Linked DNA regions of Mus musculus: region 2 is linked to region 1. The links are chromatin contacts, called in public Hi-C maps. All regions are on one chromosome and are shown on one strand. The core of a region is the stretch at or near the end of the contact, and the rest is flanking DNA. Distances in the headings are between cores, read along the strand shown.

Region 1 (6,681 bases), core at 1,088-3,587:
TGTCTGTCCGTCTGTCCGTCTGTCTGTCTGTCTGTATAGGCGTCTGCTGCACATGGCTATGCAGATGTAAAGGAGCTGAAATTTTAAAATAAACCATCCTGCTCCCGTGATGCGAAGTGTATTCAAGTGCTGGTGGCAGCACGTGGTTCGTGGCAGCTGTGTTGAGTAAGGCAGGAAACAACAGCATTTCGTCTTCACAGAGGGCTCTGCAGGATTGCACTGGCTCAGTGGCTTACCCCTCTCCGCTGTGGACTCGGTGCAGACTCCAGCCAACGTGGAGCTCAGCCTCTGCCCTTCATCTATGCCCTGCCTCTCAGCTGGGCTCCTGCTGGCTAAAAGCCTTGTCCCCTCACCCCACCCTCACCCCTCCCATACCGGGCAGCTCAGCCCTTATGAATGGGCCTGGAGTTGGCAGAGCTTCTATTCCGCCCACCTCCAGGGACACTTTCCTGTGGGAGGGAAGAGGGGTGGACAGCAGAAGAGAGAGAAGGAGAAACTGGAGGGGGAAGAGGAGGGGAAATGGCCTGCATTTTTATAACCACATGGCTGGGCTTGGAGGAAGAGATCTGGGCACCTGGGAGCAATGCCCTTCCTTCTCTCAGGTGCCAGTCCCACCCAGGAGGCCTGAGGCCCAGTCTTGTACTTCCATGTTGGGTGTCTGTCCTTGGATGAATGTGACCTCTAGCTCAGAAGACATTATGTAGGGCTCTGGAGATTAAACGAGCCAGGTCCGTGGGAAGCAGTGTGGTGCTGTAGATGGTAGCAGGCACATCGAAGCTGTGGTCCTACATCACAGAAGAGAAAAGGAGAGCTCAGCCCATCACAGGACTCCCACAGGGGAAGCATAGTAAGAGGATGTTAGGATGAAGGAAAGAGGCTCTGCCTGCTCGTGGGTTTGGAGCTCGGGGCTTGTTTGCTTGAATATGCTTCCAGGGACCAGAGAGTCCAACTGTCAGGGTCAAACAGACTCAGCAGTTAGGCAGCCCTGGGCTCTGGGTGATGCTTCTCAGCGGCCATGCAGCTTTGGCAGAGTTACCTCCTCTCTGAGCCCAGTTTCTCCATTGTAGAAAGGGGGTAGGTAATGGGGGCAGTGCAGAGAGCAGTAGTGAGGGTGAGTAATGTATGAGAAGCACCTAGAGCGGTGGCCAGCACATGGCTAGCACGGATGGTGTTCACTGTCAGTGCTGTTCATTGTTAACCCAGCCACCGTGAGCTGTGGGATTTGCTGTTTCAGGTCAATTGCCTCCTAGCAGATAAGGTGAGCCATCCCAGATACAAACCAGTCTCCAGAGCACAAGTGAGGGCCCAGCAGGCAGTGGCTCTTAGTGGCCACTAAAAGTTTGGGGAGGCTGAGCCAATCTGAAGAAGGATCAAAGGTCTGGAAGATACTGGTTCCAGCAGGGGGGCCAGAAAATAAGCAGTACATGGCTACTCTAATATGCTGTCTGCTGAGTCTGAAAGGAGAGAGGTGGAGGGGCTTTGTGTTTTTGTTGGCATCAGCAGCCTACTTGGCCACCCCAGAATGAACACCCTCTAGAGACCTAGAAGGGATTCGATCTCGTCAGAGGCCAGGTGCTGCCAGCTCACCCCGCCCCTGGATGAAGAGGGGACAGGGGACGATTCAGCCATGGCCATCTTCTTCTGGTCCTTAGGTATTCAGAGAGCTGGTTGGACCCAGCTGCCAGGCTCTGAAACAGGAAGGGGTGTGAGTGCCCTCCCCTCCTCCCACCCCTTGGTCTCATGCCAGCCTCCCAGATGCTCACAGGGAGACAGCCTCACTTGAGAAGCTGCTGGTCCTGGCACTGCTGGGGTGGGCCACTGAGCACAGGCATCTACAGGCAAAGGGCCCGCCCGTGTGGGGTTCCGTGTGAACATGTGTGATTAGGCATCTGTAGTATGCCAGACAGCTGGGCTGGCCACCGTAGAAATTGTGTGTCCTGACACCACAGGGCACTGGCCAGTCAACCAGAAACAGATACAAAAGGCAGGTGTGAAGATAGTGGCCAAGCTGTGATCCCAGCCGGTCTCAAGATACAGAAATACTAAGAGCTTAGACTTCGGTCAGTGAGTATGCTGTGGGCTGCAGGTGACAAAATCCCAGTGGACAGTGGCTTCATCCCTTGCTATTTAAAGTATGAACTGCAGGCCAACATTATCAGCAGCAGCAGCAGCAGCAGCAGCAGCAGCAGTCTCTGGATGCCTGTTAGAAATACATAACTTCTGACCCTGTCCACAACTATAGTCAGAATCCATGACACCAAGATCCCCAGCTGGTCTGTGTGCACACTGTCAGGACGCCCTGGCTTAATGGCCGTAGCAGCCATGTGAATGCTGTCGAGAGCTTTGTGCAGACACTGTGCCAAGGGCTTTGACCTGTGTTGACTCATTTAATCCCCCACAACAGCGGGATGGTGGGATGAATGCTAATAGCCCCTCTTACAGATGAGAAAATGCCAGGGGGTAGTTTGCCCAAGGTCACAGGGCCAGGCAGCAGCCAAGCTGAGATTCACATGCAGGCATCTGCCCAATTACACTCACCCCCTTCTCTCGTTACATTGTTGCATGCATGAATATTTCTAGAGGCAGATGATGCTGGTGGATTGGGAAGCCGGCAAGGCCACCATAGACGCAAAGTCCCTCCATCTTCCCCTTCTACATCCCATGTGTTTTCCTCTGGAGCTTGGAAAGAACTTCCTGTTACAAGTCCCCTTTCTGATGCATCCCAAATTGGAGATTTGCTTGTTAAGGATGGAGGGGCTAAAGGCAGAGCAAGGTCATCTCACTCAGACAAAGGGCACAGGCTAGAGGTCAAGGGCCCTGAGGATAGCACACACAGAGACACAGACACACAGACACACAGACACACCTATACCACATACACACATCTAAACATGCATACCTAGATGCATATATCTATAACACACACACACATACCAGCACCCACACCTGCACTTACATATTCACACATAGACACACACATATACACCTGTATCACATACACACATCTATACACACATACCTATAACACACGCGCACACACACACACACACACACACACACCACTCCTGCCTCCAGTCCTAAGCTGCTTCCTGCCTGCCTGTCTACCTCGCTTTGGGTTTTCTCAGAACCAATGGTCTCAGACCTCACCTGTGAATTCAGTTGGAAGGGGTTTACTTGAGACCTGATTCTGGAAAACAGTGTCAGAGACTGGACAAGAGGAGTTCAGTGTGTGTGCTGTGTGATGTTAACTTCCCCCATGGGCAGCTCAGTCCTGAAGGGCAGCCTGGTAGCCAGCATGGGGCAGCCTCCTGCCACCTCTCAGCAGGACTCCTCGCTGTGACTCACTGTGTGTGTGTGTGTGTGTATGTGTGTGTGTGTGTGTGTGTGTGTGTGTGTGTGTGAGGGCATGTTATAGGTATGTGTGTCTAGGTATGTGTGTATACATGTGTGTATGTGGTATAGGTGTATATGTGTGTGTATGTGTGAATATGTAAGTGTAGGTGCTAATATGTGTGTGGTTGAGGGGATAGGGAAATTCTTTAGGGTTCAGGAAACATGGGCAGAGGCACATAGGGGATCGCCTTAGGAATGGCAGATAGCTCAGCAGAGCTTACCCCACTTAGTGCACAGGACCCCGACCTTCCAGCTACCCCAGCAGAGACCCTCTCTTATATTCCTTCCCTAATCCACAGTGATGTGCCCATTTTGTCTCTTGAACCATCCATTTCTCCCATTCCCATCCACAGGGGGCCTGAGCTGAGGTGCCCATTGCTCTTGCCTGGACTCCTGCAAGTCTCACTTTTGGTCTAGACTCTATAGTCATCCTGCTGTTCTCTCCCAGCCTCTCTCAGCCCACCTCCCTGAGCCTTCCAGGCACTTGTCTCAGCATCCATGGCTCCCCTACTGCACACCTATCTGTGTTCCTCTGTACCCCCTGACTCACTCCCCCCCAGATCTCAGTGAATAATTAGCATGTTACTTCAGCTCATATGCCAATGCCAGTTAATTGGTAGCGACTCCCACGAGTGCTGTGTCAAGGAGGATTATGGAGCCAAATTCAGGCCCGGTCAGAGTGCTACGGTTGATTATTAATGTCTGCTCTGGGCATAGGCAGGAAAAGTGGAGTGGCTCACAAGTCTACCATTTCTCTGGCTAGATCGGCAGCTTGCACACCCCTGGCCTCTCCAGCCACAGCACTCTCTACTGCCTACTATAATTGTTGCCCATGTATCTGTCTGCCCCACTAAACAGAGTTCAGTGCCTAGCTGGTCCACAGTTGGTGTTCTCAGATTTTGATGACTAGGTATGTAGGACAGAAGCAGCTACACATTCCACTCCTTGCTGTCCTGCCTGTCTCTTTCATCTCATCAAAGCCAGGGATGCAGCGTCCTCTCAACCTAGTAACCCCCAGAGCTGCCTTCCAGCCCCAGCTGCTTCTCTCTGTCTGTTGTTGTCCTGAGGTGTCTGGGTCACTCTGCCCAGGCAAAGCAGCTTGTGAACTCACACAGGGTCATTGCAACCCAAGCTCAGGGTTGCCTGATCACAAAAGGCCCAGGAGATCAGCAGGGAGCAAGAATTCCCTCTCTGTCCTCCTACCTGTGCTGCTCGACAGAGTCGTTGTGACTAGTGGACAGTGTGACCGTGGGCTAAGAGGAAGGAGCTTGGTTTTCTGTTCTGTAAGCACCAGGCTTTGCGGAGCGTTTGGTTGTGGCAGGCTCTACCCTCACGTATTTACCTCATTTAATACTCAGAGTTATTTCTTCCTGTTTTGCTAGAAAGAAACTCAAGACCCAGAAAGATGAACCATGGATCTCTGTACCTAGTGAGCAGTGGAGACAGGGTGGGAACCCAGGCCTGCCTGACCCCAGAGTTCGAACTATAGATCCCCAGGCTCTGCTCCGGGGACCTGGGGACATCAGCCTTTCCTGCCTGAGGCCTCCACAGCCATGGGTACAGACAACCATGGAAAAATATTTAGATGAAAAGTGTCTGTGCTGAAGGTGTCCTACTTGCTTATGTGTCTTCTTGTCATTTCCTTCCAAACTGGATAGCAAGACTGGGCATTTGCATAGAATTTACATAGTGCTTTTCAGTATTAGCATTATCGATGTGATTTAAAGTCTACAGGAGAATGCGCTTAGCTTATATGCAAATACACCATTTTATTTAAGAGAGTTGAGCACACACACTCACACACACACACACACACACACACACACACACACACACACACACACTCGAGGTCTGATATCCAGGAGGAATCTGGGAATTAATACCCTGGACATGACGAGGGTCAGCTGTGTCTTCTAATGGTTAAGAAGTTGGACTGGGGCCAGACAGCTGGGGTTCAAGTCCAGATCAGCTACTTTGTAGCCACGTGGTCTTGGTTGGATTACTGTTACTCTGTGTCTTGCTTTCCCCTTCTTTAAAACAGACATTGACTACATTTTACAAAGGTGTTGGATTAAATGAGTTAACATTGGCTCAGGACAAGCTATTGATAAACAGCAGATCCTTGGCTCCATGTAGGAGCCCTAGTCTCAGGGAGAAGTCTTAACTAGAGAGTTGGCGTCTAGATCATGTGACAGAGCGTCTCCCAGCCCACGGTAAGTCCTGCTACTGTGCTGGTTTTGAAAAACTGGGATTTGTTCCAACACAATTGAAGTATTGGGGAACAATGTGAGCTTCAGGTGGATCCTGTATGTGCTTGGTCAGCTGGGGTTTTGTCCATGAGCAATGCAAGATGAATGCAGAAAGCGGTTTTCACCAAGGAATTTGCACATTCCCAATAACTGAGGCCGCCTCAGTTATCCAGGTGTTAGGTCAGCTCTGCTACTGTTTCTCCACCTGGTTTCAGCCCACTCTACTACCCAACAAACCACAGAAGGCGATCCTTTCCAGGTAGCCAGCCATCTTCAGCTCTGTCAAGGTGAAGTACCGTATTTACTGTAATACTTAAGCCCTTCTCCACCATTTAAAGTATATTAAACTGTATACCATATTTATTGGGTTCCTTCTCTCCCCACATACACCTTTCTATGTGCCCCTGCCCCATTTTCTTCATAACCTGTGATCCTTACTGCAGGATTTTTTTTTGCTCTTCAGTCATTTATAGGACTGCACATTTGCCTTATAGCAGAATTGCTGTGCTGTAGGTGAGGCGAGTCTGTGGGGAGGTGACTGGGTGGATGGCCACGCGTGGAGTCGGCAGGGGGCGGTGAGTGAATGAGCAGGAGAATGGACTCCCAGAACCCTTTAGAACCACAGCCTGTAATTGCCACAAGGCCGCACGGCCTTTTAATCTTTGATGCCATTAAGTCGGGTGATCCAACTGGAAAAGAGAACAGAGCCAAACCTGTAAATTACCCAATTACTTCTTTAACCACCAAGAACACAGGGTCCAGGCTGAGCCCGAAGGTTAATAATAAAAGACAAATGGAATGCCCTCCACAAACAAAACTAATAGAATTTGAGTTGCAGGAAATCTCATTTCACCATTAAAACAAAATAAAAGGCTAGCGGAACAATGGGTAAAAACCCTGTTTCGAGGCTCTGCCTCTGCCTGTGTGGCTCCTGCCCTGCCGCCTTCCCCCACCCCTATGGCCTGTGCTTGGACCCAGGCACCCAGATGCTGTTTTGCCGGAAGTGGAGGAAACTGTGCTGGGCTGGGCAGGAGGGGCT
Region 2 (6,681 bases), core at 1,921-4,420, 44 kb before region 1:
GGGTCCCAGGTTGGCGCTCTCAAAAGGCCAGGCAAGGCTGGCAGATGAGTTTCTTATGGCATCTCTAGCATGGAGTCTTCATGGAGATTAATTTTATTTATTTATTTTGCAGTGAGTATGTGAGTACACTGTAGCGGTCCTCAGATACACCAGTAGAGGGTGTCGGATCCTGTTACAGATGGTTGTGAGCCACCATGTGGCTGCTGGGAATTGAACTCAGGACCTCTGGAAGACCTCTGGAAGTGCTATTCACTGCTGAACCATCCTTCCAGCCCTTGTTTGCACAGTTTTAAGAGCGGCCTAGCGGTCCTACTGATCCTTGGTGAGGTAGCATTTGACTGTCCAAAGGTCAGCTCAGGGTTTGCATGCTCCTGTGCAGGCCGCTTGCAATATTCAGTTTGGACCTTCCTCTTGGGTCTCTGAGATGTCTTCCCTAGTTCCAGGCCAAGTTCAGTGACCCTCGCAGCCCCATCACATATGCGTCCCTGAATGAATTTGCCTTGGTGTTAGGAGTAGTGGAAGAGACACAAATTTTGGAATTGGGCTGCTACAAGCTTCAGTCTCATCCCTTTCCTGTGATCTTTGAGATATGCAAGCCTCAGCTCTCAGTTCTTCCTAAAATGGGGGAGAGAGGTGCTCAGGATACCTCCCTCATAAGCTGGTGTGAAGGGCTCCTTCATCCAACCTACATAAGTTAGTTAAATTAGTACCACTTTTTACCTAGTACCCTACTAGGCCCTGGGGCAGAGAGAGAGAGAGAGAGAGAGAGAGAGAGAGAGAGAGAGAGAGAGAGAGAGAGAGAGAGAGAGATCCACCTTCTGCACACATGGGATGGCTCAGACAGTGACTAGAGCGACACAGAAAATAAAGCTCAGGAGATTTTGCCATCTCGGGGAGGTGCCTGAAGGAGGCCTTTACTGCAGAGGTGCTATCTGCGTGAATGTCCGTGAGAGCAAGCCCTGTGGCTTTCTGGAGAGTATTTCTGGCAGAGGGAAGAGAAATTCCTTTGGGTCTGAAGCCAAGTGAGCCACAGGGATATGAGGGAGATGAGGACAAGAGGTGGCCGAGCACACAGTTGGGACCTTGTGGCATCTGGACTCTGACCCTGAATGAAATGAGAGCTGTGATGAATTGGGACAGAGAAGTGGTCAGCTTCTGAGTATATGTTGGGCATAGAGGAGTCACTGATGGACACACATACACCACACACATACACATACACACACACACACAAACAGAGAAAGAGAGAGAGAGAGGAGAGAGAGAGAGAAGAGAACGCGCTCGGAGATGTATGGTGTCTGAATGACTAGAAGGAGTGAGGTTCTGGGGTGTCTACGAGCAGAACATTCTCATACTTCTATTGCTCTCAAGGTCAGAGTTGGCTTCCTGGAAAGGGGAAGAGGCTCGAGTAGCACCCCCTTTGTGTCAGGTACTCAGCGAGGGGACAGAATTGGTCCAAGGACCTAGTCTACCCTTACATAATTCCCTTTGACTGTGTGGAACTAGGGAAAGACATCACCGCCGTGATCAAGTTACAAGACGACATAAAGGATAAAGGAGGGGGTACCCTTTGGGGGACAACCCAGCAGGGAGTTAGAGAGAGGGGAGGATGAGAAAGGCCTGTCAGTCCTGTGGTAGCGTTGAAGATGGAGAGCCCATGTGTACGGGCCCAGGACCATTTGCAGATGTTGAGATGCCAGCACACACGGACTTCAGTCCTACATTTGCAAGGAACTGAATCTTGCTGGCACCTGAATCATCATGGAATCCGACTCTTCTCCAAAGCCGGCAGTGACAAGCCACCCCTCGCTAATACTTTGTAACATTCTAAGCAGAGAACCCAGCTCAGCTGCACAGACTTACAATCTAGACAGATTGCACACTAATAAAGGTCTGTTGCTTTTAAGCCTCTTGGTTGGCTATGAATGAACAGAAAATAAATACTCACAACCATCCAAAACAGAGGGTTCCTGCTGTCATCGCTCCGATGAAGAAGTAGGTTAGTGAGATGGAGGGGCTCCCTCTAGGTCCCTCGGAAAGGAGGGACTGAGCAGTCCTTTCCTGAGGCCATTTCAGAGGGCTGCTTCACGGGAGGGGGAGAGCAATTAGAAAGGATTGCTGCTTCTGCTGGTAGAGTGGACCTCTGGTCATTCAGGTTTGGAGGGCAGAGGAGGTTTGCAATTGAGTGTATCTCTTTATACCCAGGCTCTGATAATCTGTCCCTATGGGTGTGAATCGGGGGACCATGGGCATCAGGATGTGTCTGAGAGTGTGTGCCAGTGTAAGCCTGCAGCAATGTCTCAGGATCTTGAGTCTGAGGGTGTCTGTGCACCAGAATGAATCCATCCCTGTGAGTGACTCAGTCTGTACGGCTGTGTCTATAGGTATGAGTGTTCTGAGGGTGACTGTCCCAGTTTTGGGGACAGATCACTACAGGAGGAGGGGTGCTAATGTTCCCTCTCTGTGAGAGACTCCCAGGATATGTCTGCAAGCAAGTGTGGGTGCACGAAAAGGTGTGTGTCTGTCCAAACTTCTGTGGGGTTTGTGGGGTCTGAGGGTCTCCAATATGTGGGAGGACATGTCCTGCCCGCCTGTTGCTCCCTGTGACTCTGCAGGTCTCTGTGTACCCTCTGAAGTTGCCAGTGGGTATATCTGCTCCTATGTCAGAAAGAGTCACTGTGTGTCTATAGAGTGTCTGTCTGTTCAGGTATCCGTGAAGGTGTTTGTCCAGGTGTCCCTCTGTCCCCGAGTGTGAGGGAGTCCGAGATCTCTCTTGCCGAGCGAATACATCCTTGTGGGTGCTTGTGGGTGAATGCAGGTTTCTTGGATTTCTTGGACTGTGTCCCTCTGGGAGCCTCAGGGTATCTGGGTGAGGCCTGCATGAATCGGGGTTACTGGACACCTGCCTCTGGAGTGAGTCTGAGGACTCACAGTCACGGGTCAGAGCGGGCACCGGAGGTTCAGCCGCAGCAGCCGGGCGCAGACAGCCTTGCGGCGGGCTCGTGCACCTGCCCGGTTGGCAGCGGCGGCAGCGGTGGCGGCGCAGCCCGCACCCTCGCGGCTCCCAAGCCCCGCCCGCGGCGCCCCCTCCCCCGGGCCTCGGCGATTGGCTGCGGAGCTCGGCTGCGGCCCGCCCCGCGCGGCAAGCAGGCTGGGGACGCCGCGGGCCAGAGCGCGCTGCGCCGCCGCCGCCACCACCACCACCACCGCCACCACCGCCGCCACCGCCACTGCCTCCGCCACCGCCGCCGCCACCGCCGCGAGCACCTCGCGTCTCGGGCTCCACGCGCCGCCAGTGTCCGGCCCTCTGCGCCCGGCCACCAGCCCCGCCGCCTGCCCGCGGAGCCCCGGGCCGCCGCCACCACGCCGCGCGCCGTACTCCGCGTCAAGAATGGGGCGGCCAAGCTGCCCAAGCCGCCCGCCGCCGCCGCGGCCGAGGCTCCTGGCGCGGGCGCGGGCATGGAGCGCTCGCAGAGCCGCCTCAGCCTGTCCGCCTCCTTCGAGGCGCTCGCCATCTACTTCCCGTGCATGAACTCCTTCGATGATGAGGACGCAGGTGAGCGCGCTGCGGTCCACCCACCCCGGGGGGTTGTCTCCCGGTCCAGAAGCCAGGGACCCTCGGGGACCCGGAGCGCCCGAGAGAGGCGGCCACTGTCTCCGCTGCACTCTCGGTCCCACTCGGATAGATACCCAGGGGCCCCTCCCACTCCCTCAAGACCCCAGGAGTCTAGGAGGAGCTCTGGTCCTGTCCCCCCTCCTGCGCCCCAGGGACCCCTTGAGCATCTGCACTCGTCCTTCTTGCGCAAGTGGGCCCTTGGGTCGCCTGGACCCAAGTCTCCCTATTTATATGCACCTGCAGGATTCCCCCGCGACCCCCTCCCTGACTTGTTTCTCAACAGGATTTGCCACTACCCAAGTCTGGTATATGCCCCCTAGTCAGATTTCGGGTTTTAGGCCGCTTCACCCCTGGTCTTCCGACGTACCCCTGGTCGTTGGAAGCGGCGCATAGACCTGACCTCTCCGAGGTCTTTGTCTTAGCTGCATCCAGAGGCTCCCTGCCCAAGACCCCCTTGTTCAAAGGCCAAAGCCTTGAGTGTCCCGATTTGTTTCTCCATTCCCTTCCCCCACAGGCTGGGGCTCCAGACTCTTGTCAGATTCTGGGGAGCCGCACATAACTGGTCCGGGGTCTGCTGGTCTTTCCTCCCCAAGGAGGTGCAAGGCAGTGTAAGTGCTAACTACAGCAGTGCTACCCTTCAGTGTGTGCCCCTGACTTCAGGTGTTCTTGTCCCTGGAGTGGCCTTTCTGGGTGGGCTGAACCCAGCTGTGGACCTGCAACTCGAACCTGCTTCTAGGCCTGGACACACACACACACACACACACACACACACCACAAAAAAACTGGTAGCCACAGTCCAGGGGTAGAGAGGAAACCAGCTCGTGGATACTGGGACCAGGCAGAGGGTACAGAGAGCAGTGAGTTTGGTTTGGGGTAAAGAAGAAAATCCAACAACAGGTGGGGGTACCTAGAAGGTTTGGGTGAGAGTTCCCCCAAAGAGTGCCAAGATTGGGAGTTAGAGTCCGATTCCAGTCTTTATTCCCTCCGAATAAGCTGTGACCTTGGGCAAATCATGCCAACCTGAGCCTCAGTTTCTTCATCAGGAAGTGCAGATAACACTGCCTCTGATGCTGTGTGGTGGGAGGGTGGAATGAAATGGTTTTTGAACTGATAATTTGGGAATATTTGAAGTCAATGAAGAAGTGGCGGGCGGGAAAGAGGAGTGTGTGTGTGTGTGTGTGTGTGTGTGTGTGTGTTGTGTGTGTGTAGGAACAAGTGGGTTCAATACTGATTAAAATACAGATTAACTCTTAAGAGGAAAAAAAATCATGTATGCACTACCCCAAAATGTTACAGTTTAGGGAATTCAAGAGTTCAGGTTTCTACTCCCTGCCTGCTGGCATTTTCTGTCTTGGTTCTGTTATGGGATGGAGTGGTGGGTGATGGGCTGTCACTTACAGGAAGACAGATAGGAAGAAGAAAGTCCCCCAGAGCCAGGCGGTGAGGGAATGGTAACAGTCAGGGCCAGCACCTGACGGAATTTTTCTCCTGACCTGGAGGTAGGAGTTGGGAGTTAAGATGGTTGTTACCCATGCAGCCTATGGTTTCACCATCTCACAGACCAAATACCTGAGGCTCGGGAGCTCAGCTTCCCAGTCATAGAGCTGAGGAGTTATCCATATTCTAAGCAAGACCAGGTGAGGTGGAATCGGGGCGGGGTCCCTGATGCAGTGGCCTCTACTGCAGCCAACTCAGAGAGAGGAGATCAGGCTGGCTGTAGGGATGGGAGCTAGGGTAGGGGGAGTCTTGGAGCATCTGTGAAGATAGAGCCGGCAGGGCCCTCTCCCAAAGTTCCTCCGGCCACTTACTTGTGTCTCAAGAGACCAGCTGGGTGGGAGGGCAAGGAACACAGGTGTGTAGGAGCAACTGAGACAGGCTTTTTCTCCGAAGTCATGCTGCGCTCATTGTGGGCCGGACACCTTGGCTCTTATTGCCGGACCTGCTTTAGGTTTCAGTTGAGTCAAAGACAACTTCATTGATGCTATTAACAGAATTTCTAACCCTCAGTCTAATTCCCCCTTCTAAGCAAGCTTTTTCCAGTTCTTAGGTTTCACTTGTAAGAGACCTAGAGATCACCTTCTTCAGCCCTCCTGGGCCCCAAACCTGTCGGGGTGGGGGTTGTGTATATGAGGCTAGGTGTATAGATGACCGAGGCCCTGGTGGGAGGTATGTATTTGTCTATGTGCATGCATGTGTAAGCCAAGGTCATCTGGTGTCTCCTGCACAACGCTGAGAGCAGAACTAGGATCTTGGCTCTCTTCAGAACACCAGTGGCTTCTCTTGCTGGAGGAGGATTTAAAAAAAAAAAAAAAAAGCCAGATCTCACTGTGCAGAAAATGGTTCCCAGGTGAGGAGGCCTTGGGGAGCAGTTGGCAGCTCAGGGCTCTGTTTGGACATCTCAGGCTCCCTCTCTGCCCATCCCTGTGACTCCCTGGAGCTTGGGAGGTACAGGGAGAAAGTCTGCTTCCATCTCCAGAAGAATAATCAGGAGCGTTGGTGGAAGTTGGAAGTAAGGACCATTGTCTGGGTGTTTAATTTCTCTTGATCGTCTCATTCATTTTCTCCTAAAAGAAACCTTTTGGGTTTATTTTCTTTAAAACAGCACTGAGCTGAAGTAATTTCTAAAGACTGTAGACTAGGGCCCGGGGTCCTGCACAGGGGTTGGCCTAACCAGAGGCGATCCGCGCAGACTTGGCTCTTCTGGCTTCCTCCTCTCTCCTGCTGGCCCCTTTTTTACTGTCTGTCCTTGGCGGCTCCATTTCTGAAGTGTGTCCCTGACAGGCTTCAGGCTCACACGAGAGCCTCCCCTTTAGTTACTGCTTCCAACTCATGTCGACACAATCTTTCCCCCATCCATTGGATGAGGCCAGAGCCATCTTCAAGGTTCTCGTGCTGTCTCCAGCTAGCTTCCTGAGTCATAGGCTGAGGAGGAGACTTCTTGTTAGCTTTAAACGGGGCAGAGCAGATCTCTGCTTTGGACTTAGGAGTGTCGGGCGGTGGGGTAGGAAGAAGAGGCTGGCTTCTCTTCCTCTGGCTCCCAGGGAAAGGATCACCACAGGCCACCA

The links. Hi-C and Micro-C count contacts between places; a contact is called where the count stands out from the background.
Region 2: a contact with region 1 is called in a Hi-C map of cerebral cortex, with 2.1 times the contacts expected there. The contact joins the promoter of Rims4 here to the enhancer-like site in region 1. A contact is called at or near these places in 1 of 39 promoter capture datasets (embryonic stem cells), 9 of 484 Hi-C or Micro-C datasets (the N1E-115 cell line, cerebral cortex, embryonic stem cells and 3 more), 4 of 115 datasets of contacts at active chromatin or transcription factors (embryonic stem cells and neural progenitor cells) and 3 of 9 other capture datasets (adipose tissue, liver and pancreatic islet).

What each region holds. Positions count from the first base shown.
Region 1 is chr2:163,870,762-163,877,442 of GRCm38.p6, reverse strand. The region is part of intron 2 of Rims4 (regulating synaptic membrane exocytosis 4); the gene reads left to right. Among named protein-coding and RNA genes, the nearest start is that of Kcnk15, 20 kb to the right of the region's middle. Within about 2 kb of position 2,337, at least 22 of the 459 cell types and tissues checked have an H3K27ac peak or open chromatin away from gene starts, as enhancers often do. A contact at or near this core is called in the N1E-115 cell line, cerebral cortex, forebrain and 1 more, where this site is marked.
Region 2 is chr2:163,915,462-163,922,142 of GRCm38.p6, reverse strand. It overlaps Rims4 (regulating synaptic membrane exocytosis 4), which reads left to right and starts at 3,170. Exons shown (of 6, transcript NM_183023.2): 1 at 3,170-3,556. The coding sequence starts at 3,460. Gm35886 (a long non-coding RNA gene) reads right to left here and starts at 3,076. Exons shown (of 3, transcript XR_375201.3): 1 at 1,949-3,076.